2 separate regions of the Sus scrofa genome follow, and region 2 is linked to region 1. A link is a contact called in public Hi-C data. All regions are on one chromosome and are shown on one strand. The core of a region is the stretch at or near the end of the contact, and the rest is flanking DNA. Distances in the headings are between cores, read along the strand shown. Region 1 holds the start of EFCAB7 (EF-hand calcium-binding domain-containing protein 7). Region 2 holds the start of ALG6 (dolichyl pyrophosphate Man9GlcNAc2 alpha-1,3-glucosyltransferase).

The links. A called contact is a pair of places that touch in the nucleus more often than the background predicts.
Region 2: a Hi-C map of liver shows a contact between it and region 1, with 5 times the contacts expected there. The contact joins the promoter of ALG6 here to the promoter of EFCAB7 in region 1. A contact is called at or near these places in 1 of 5 promoter capture datasets (liver), 3 of 47 Hi-C or Micro-C datasets (heart right ventricle, liver and psoas muscle) and 1 of 2 datasets of contacts at active chromatin or transcription factors (alveolar macrophages).

Annotation. Positions count from the first base shown.
Region 1 is chr6:148,996,122-148,999,298 of Sscrofa11.1, forward strand. It overlaps EFCAB7 (EF-hand calcium-binding domain-containing protein 7), which reads right to left and starts at 1,669. Exons shown (of 14, transcript XM_013988883.2): 1 at 446-1,669. The coding sequence starts at 460.
Region 2 is chr6:149,111,195-149,114,371 of Sscrofa11.1, forward strand. ALG6 (dolichyl pyrophosphate Man9GlcNAc2 alpha-1,3-glucosyltransferase) reads right to left here and starts at 1,512. Exons shown (of 18, transcript XR_002345161.1): 1 at 1,378-1,512.

The DNA of each region.
Region 1 (3,177 bases), core at 419-2,918:
CTCGGGCTTGGAAACCTCCTGCATTTAAAACTCCAGCCTGAGACCAAGACAGGGGCCTAGAGAGTATACTGCCGCAAACGGCTCCATAAATAACCAGTCACACAATAGCAAGAAAAATAAACTGTTAACAAGCGCCTAAGGCTTCTAAAGGGCCGAGAGAAAACAGAGAGCCATCCAGTCTCCGTCTCTACACAGTGAAATACGTTCACAACCCATCTCGGGCAACATCGCTCTATTTTTATATTCCTCTGGGCATAAAACTGCACTTATATGTATATTTTAAGAACAGACATGGAGCAAGCCTAAGTATTACAGAGAAGTAAAAGAAACAGGTGGAGAAAAGGAAGCCGAACGGTGAGGGGCGGAGCAGGCGAAGGGGCAGAGACAGCGAACTGCTGGCTACCTAATTGCGGGTCACAAACGAGGAAACGCAGCCACTTCTCACCAACTCCGCGATCATCTCACCGCAGCAAAAAGGTTCTCTGCTGTCCTTTAATTACCATGGCAACTGCGCCTCTCTGCCACCGGAAACAAGATCCGGGGCACCTCCCAAAACAGTCCGGCTAGAAATCAAGGGACCGTTACTCCAGAGGGAACAGAGGTGGCTCTGTCTCTCTTCCTTAGGGGGCCGTTTTGGTCAGGTCGTGAGAGAGGGTACTGCGTTGCCCTGGCAGGGACCAGGTGTGGTCCTACCCGAAGACTCTTCTCGCCGCTTCCCGGCATACCCTGGGACCTCTTGTCGCAGGGAGACCGTTTCCGGCAGGCGGCATTGAGTGTGGCACAGGGTCGAGCTCCGGTCCGCTGCCGCTTTTCGGACTTCGGCGTTTCCTGTGTGCTTTCCGAGGAGATTGCTGGGCTGTTTAACCCAGCAGCGGGGGTGCGTCCCTGAATGTCAGAATGCCTTAGGTATCTCCTCCCCAGATGTCGCTGTGTGTTGGGCCTCTCAGTGGGCAAGAAGAGTAGATATTACGTGGCCCATTGACCTTTTCCCTGCTTTGGGGAGTGTAAATTTTCCTGCCGACAGTTCCTCGTCTTTTCGTTCCCCGAACCCACCTGTGTTTCTCTTCCAGCCATACTTATCCGGACTATTTGTCGACTTTAATTCTGATTTTCCAAGGCTTTTGACAGATTTTATATGCTGTGAGCTATACTTGGTGACGTATTGCTTGAAGTGATTCCAAAAATGGTTGACATAACGAGAATAAGACAGTAGATTGAAACACGCCGGATGATTTAATAAAGCACTTAAATGCCGGAATTCCCGTCGTGGCCCAGCGGAAGCAAATCCAACTAGGAACCATGAGGTTTGGGGTTCGACCCCTGGCCTTGCTCAGTGGGTTAAGGAACCGGCGTTGCTCTGGCTGTGGTGTAATCCAGAGGCTACAGCTGCGATTAGACCCCTAGCCTGGGAACCTCCATATGGCTCCAGTGCGGCCCTGAAAAGACCAAAAAAAAAAAAAGCACTTAAATGCCTTGATTGGTGTGGTGAGTTCATGTAAACTTGTGGCAGAACTCAAGGACTGAGTCCCAAGAGACCAGAATTCCAGCTCTCAACTGAAGAAGCTAAACAATTCTGGAAAAAGCTGTCCAATGTTGGACAAGTCACTTGTCATTTCCAGGCTTCAGTTTTCTTGCTTATCACTCCCCTATTGAAACTCTTTCTTTCTTTTCTTTCTTTCCTTTTTTTTTTTTTTTTTTTTTTTTTGAAGGTTGAAGGTCAGTAAAGAACTTTTTCTTTGGAGTGGAGGCGGATAATATATAACACATAAGATTCTCTGGCTGCCTTTTGTCACCAGGGTCGTTTAGGAACCTGCGCCTGTGCACTTTCAGAATAACTTATTTCTCTGTTATTTTCAGGTTTGGGTAAATACCAAGTAACAAAGGGTGGAGGGAAAGACATCTCTATCAAACAGGGCTTGACATGGAAGTGGAAATATTTGCAGAAATAATAACCTATCTATTTAATATTAAATTATGATTTGGTTAAGATGTTTAGCACGTTACCTACATTTTCTCATTGAATCCTAAAAACAGACCTTGGAAGGTAGGAGCTCCTGTTACCTCCTTAGAAGGTTGGTGCTCCTCTACTTTCCAGATGAGGAAACTCAGCATCTAATAAAATATCCTACACACAGGTATCAATAAATACATGTTTCATGAGTTCCCTTTGTGGCTCAGTGGTAATAAATCTGACTAGTAACCATGAGGATTTAGATTCAATCCCTGGCCTCATTCAGTGGGTTAAGGATCCAGAGTTGCCTGTGAGCTGTGGTGTAGACTGCAGGCACAGCTCAGATGTGGCATAGGCAGGCAGATCCTATCCTGTCGAGTAGGCTGGCAACTGCAGCTCCAATTCAACCCCTAGCCTGGGAACTTCCATATGCTGTGAGTACAGCCCTAAAAGGAAAAAAAAAAAAGGTGTTTCACTTATACCTTTAAAAGTTATGGATTATTGGAGTTCCTATTGTGGCTCAGCAGAATGAATCTGATTAGCATCCTTGAGGACGCAGGTTCAATCCCTGGCCTTGCTCAGTGGACTAAGGATCCGGTATTGTCCTGAGCTGTGGTGTAGGTGGCAGACACCGCTCAGATCCTGCGTTGCTGTGGCTGTGGTAGAGGCTGGCAACTGCAGCTCCAATTCGACCCCTAGCCTGGGAACCTCCATATGCTGTGGGTGTGGCACTAAAAAGAAAAAAAAAAAAAAGGAAAAAGTTACGGATTCTTGAAGCGGTTTTCCTTTTCCCAGAATTAAGCAAAAAGACTTGTCTCCCTCCTTTTGCACTAGAAAAATAACCTAGTTAGCTCTTATACAAAGCTGCAAGGATAATGTATCAAAAATCCCTGCCAAATAGGAATATGATGAAATTGGTGTGTGTTTGCTTAAAAGTAGTGATATTTCCTGAACTACGCTGCTGTTCTGCTATACATTGTAAAGAACTAAAAAAATAAATAAAATAAAAAACCTTAAATGTGGACGTTTTAGACAGCTATTTTCTTAACATATTAACAGGTACACGTTACATTAGGAGAGTCTGCGGTAACTATATTCTGACAATAAATACATGACCTTAAAGTTGAGGTTAACATCTTAAATATATAGCAGCTTTGATCAGTGTATTTTGGCAAAGTGATTTAAGACCAAATTAATGGCTAGGTAATGCCAAAGTATTTCAGCAG
Region 2 (3,177 bases), core at 262-2,761, 110 kb after region 1:
CTATCAGAAATTATATTTCACACAACATGAAACAATCTTACAAACACAATTTTGAGTTTAAAAAGCTAGACACTGGAGTTCCCACCGGGACTCAGGGGTTAACGAAACCAACTAGTATCCATGAGGATGTGGGTTTGATCCCTGCCTGGCCTAGCTCAATGGGTTAAGGATCTGGCATTGCCCTGGGGTAGGCCACAGACACCACTAGGATCCTGAGTGGCTGTGGCTGTGGTGTAGGCTGGAAGCTGCAGCTCCAATTGGACCCCTAGCCTGGAAACTTCCATATGCCCTAAAAAGCCAAAGAAAAAAAACCAAAACAAAAACCAACAACCAGCTAGACACTAAAGAACATATTATATGGTTCCATTTACAAAAGGCTCATAAATAGACAAAACTAATCTATGGTGTTAGAAATCAAGAAAGAGATAAACTTTGGGGAAGATACGGGATGATGATTGGGAGTGTTCTCCAGAAAGGTCTTCGGAGAAGATGCGTGAATTTTGGCTCCTGATTTGAACGGTGGTTAAAAGATGTGTTTACTCAATAATACATCGACTATTTAGAACTTATGATTTGTGTACTGTATCTTCTTGTATACTGTATCTTCTTGTATATATGTTAAATTCCAAAAGGAAAAGTATAAAGGAAATTACATTTATTTGTCAACTGGAATATAAGCTCCAGGTAAGCAGGGATCCTCCTATCTTAGTCGTTGCAGGGGCTTAGAACAAAGTTGGCAGAAAGCAGGTACCCAAAAATACATGCTGAATGGAAATCTTCGTGAGTCCTTTGTGGTTAAAGATACTATTGAGGCTTTTAGGCAATCTCCTATCCTTGAACCGTAAAAAGGGTACTTTATTACGTTTCCCTTATGTAAAGCAAAATACTTTTTTTTTTAAACTTCCTAACCCATTCTCGAACCACGGAATTGCCACGCAGGCGACAGAAGAGTTTTCAGTCCTACTTTGCCCCGAGGGGGAGTCCAGACAGAAAAGTCGGCCGTCCACCTCCCAGGGCCGAATTTGTTCCTTTTAGTCTGAAAGGTCCTTCCCTCAGGGTGGACACCACACCCAGGGAGTGCAGCTACTCCAGGGGAGCAGGTGTCGCCAAAGGGACCCTTCCGGATGGCGCTCTCCCCTTCCCCGGCGGGCCCCACCCTCAGGGACCCTAGGAACGAGGCTGCCAAGCCGCTCCAGTCCAGGGTCGCACCACCGTCACCACGTCCCTCACCTGACCCCCATGCGAGCCTGCGGGCTGGGCTGGGGAGGCCTAGCGCGCCGTTCTCTGAGTGGAATGGGGCCAATAATCCGCTGGCCAGCCCCCAGACCCTCCGAACCTCGACCCGGCGCTCCAGAGCCCCAAGAACCGACCTCTTACCCTGCAGAGCGCTGAACCTGGGAATTCGCGCCGCAGCGGGTGGGAAGGCGCCTGCGCGCTCGCCCCCGCGGCGGAGTGCCCTGTTGGCCTTCCTTCTGCGTCCGCGTGCTCGCGCGCCGCCCGCGCGCCCGCCGCGGGAGCGAGCCCGTCGAGCGTGAGGGGAGGGGCGGGGAAAAGGCGTGGTGAGGAAGTAGGCAGCTTCGGAGGCGGTACTGCAGCGGCTGGAACCCGAGAGGCCTGGCGGCCCGGGTGAGGCTTGGGGCAGGTGGAAAGCCCCTTGCTCTTCTTTCCTGGGATCGCGGCCAAGGCCGGAGCGGCTGCTTAGTCCACGGATTCCTGTCAGGGGCGCGTCTTGGCTCGCTTCATAGAGTGGACAGCCCTTGGCTAGTCCGCACCAATGAGTGGGAGATCGTCCTCTGGGCCAGTGCCCTCGAGGTGCCAGAAAGCCAACCTGCTTCACTATCTTCAAGCTACATGCCTGCGAAGAAGGTATTAAGCTGAGAAGTCGCTTCATAAGAGAAATGGTATTGAACGTCCAAGCATTCTCCGGAGCCTGTAAGTGATGCAGAAGAACAGCCCTGCCTGCTCTCCAGTGCATCACACGTTCTGCATCAGGCAGCTTGAATCACCTGTCCCCAAACTTGCAGGTAATAACCGCATTCCCGGAAGTTCCCATGTGGAACAGCGGGTTAAGGATCTGGCGTTTCCACAGCTATGGCGCAGGTCCTAACTGCTGCACAGGTTTGATCCCTGGCCTGGGAACTTCTACATGCCACGAGTGCGGCCAAAAACAAAACAAAACAAACAAAAACACCACATTCCCTTCTAGTGAGAGAATGCCCTAACCTCCCCTCCCCCTTCTGAATCCTGTATAAATCAATCCCTCTAATTTATAATTCATAGATATCAGCAAATGTTTGGCCATGACTATGGCTTTATTCTAAGTGGATCTGAACAACTCTCTGGATCTTGGTTTCTTCATCTGTGAAATGAATGAGTGGGCTAGGTAAACTTCCAAATCTAAAATTTTATACTACGCTGGCCCTGGAAATATGGAAAACTATGGCCAAGCCCCTGTTCTCAACAGATTTCATTCTCATTGGAAAGACATTTTCATGGAGAAAAGGATAGAACGAAACAGATGCTGAACGTCAGATTACTGGTATATGCACTAAGTCCTGTAGGAGTTCAAAGAAGAGGGTTCACTGTAAACCAAAAACTATCAGGAAATGCTTTCCCTGGAGAAATCACATGAGCTTTGAAGGAAAGCCTGGCTTACATAAGCCAGGAAAATGGGAGTAGGACTGCAGACAAAGGAAGTGTTTCAAGCCAGAGTTGTGGCAGTTGGAAAGTGCTAAACATTTCCTCTAGTTTAGATGGTGGGTGAAGAAGCTGGAAAGGACTAATTGTGGAGAGTTTGGAATACCAGGTTGTGGTGTTCAGAATTTATTCAGTGATCACTAAGAGGCCATTGAATGACTTAGTGCATAATGACTTTTAGCAAGTGTACAGTAAAGTGTTAGAAAATTTAAATAGTGGTAATGGATAAGATAAATCAGAGGGAGAGGCAGAAATCATTATGGTAGTCCATGCATGGGCCTGGACTGAGATGGCAATAGTGGGACTGGAAAGGAAGAGATCAGGGCAAGTGGAAGAATATACAAGTCTTGGTACATTAGTCGCAAAATAGATGTGTAGAAGTGAAACAAAGGGGAAGAGAAAGTGAAGCATGGCTTCAAGTCTGAATGAGCAGAAGAACCAAGATATAGGGAAGCCTGGAGGAGAAGATGGCTTGAAGAG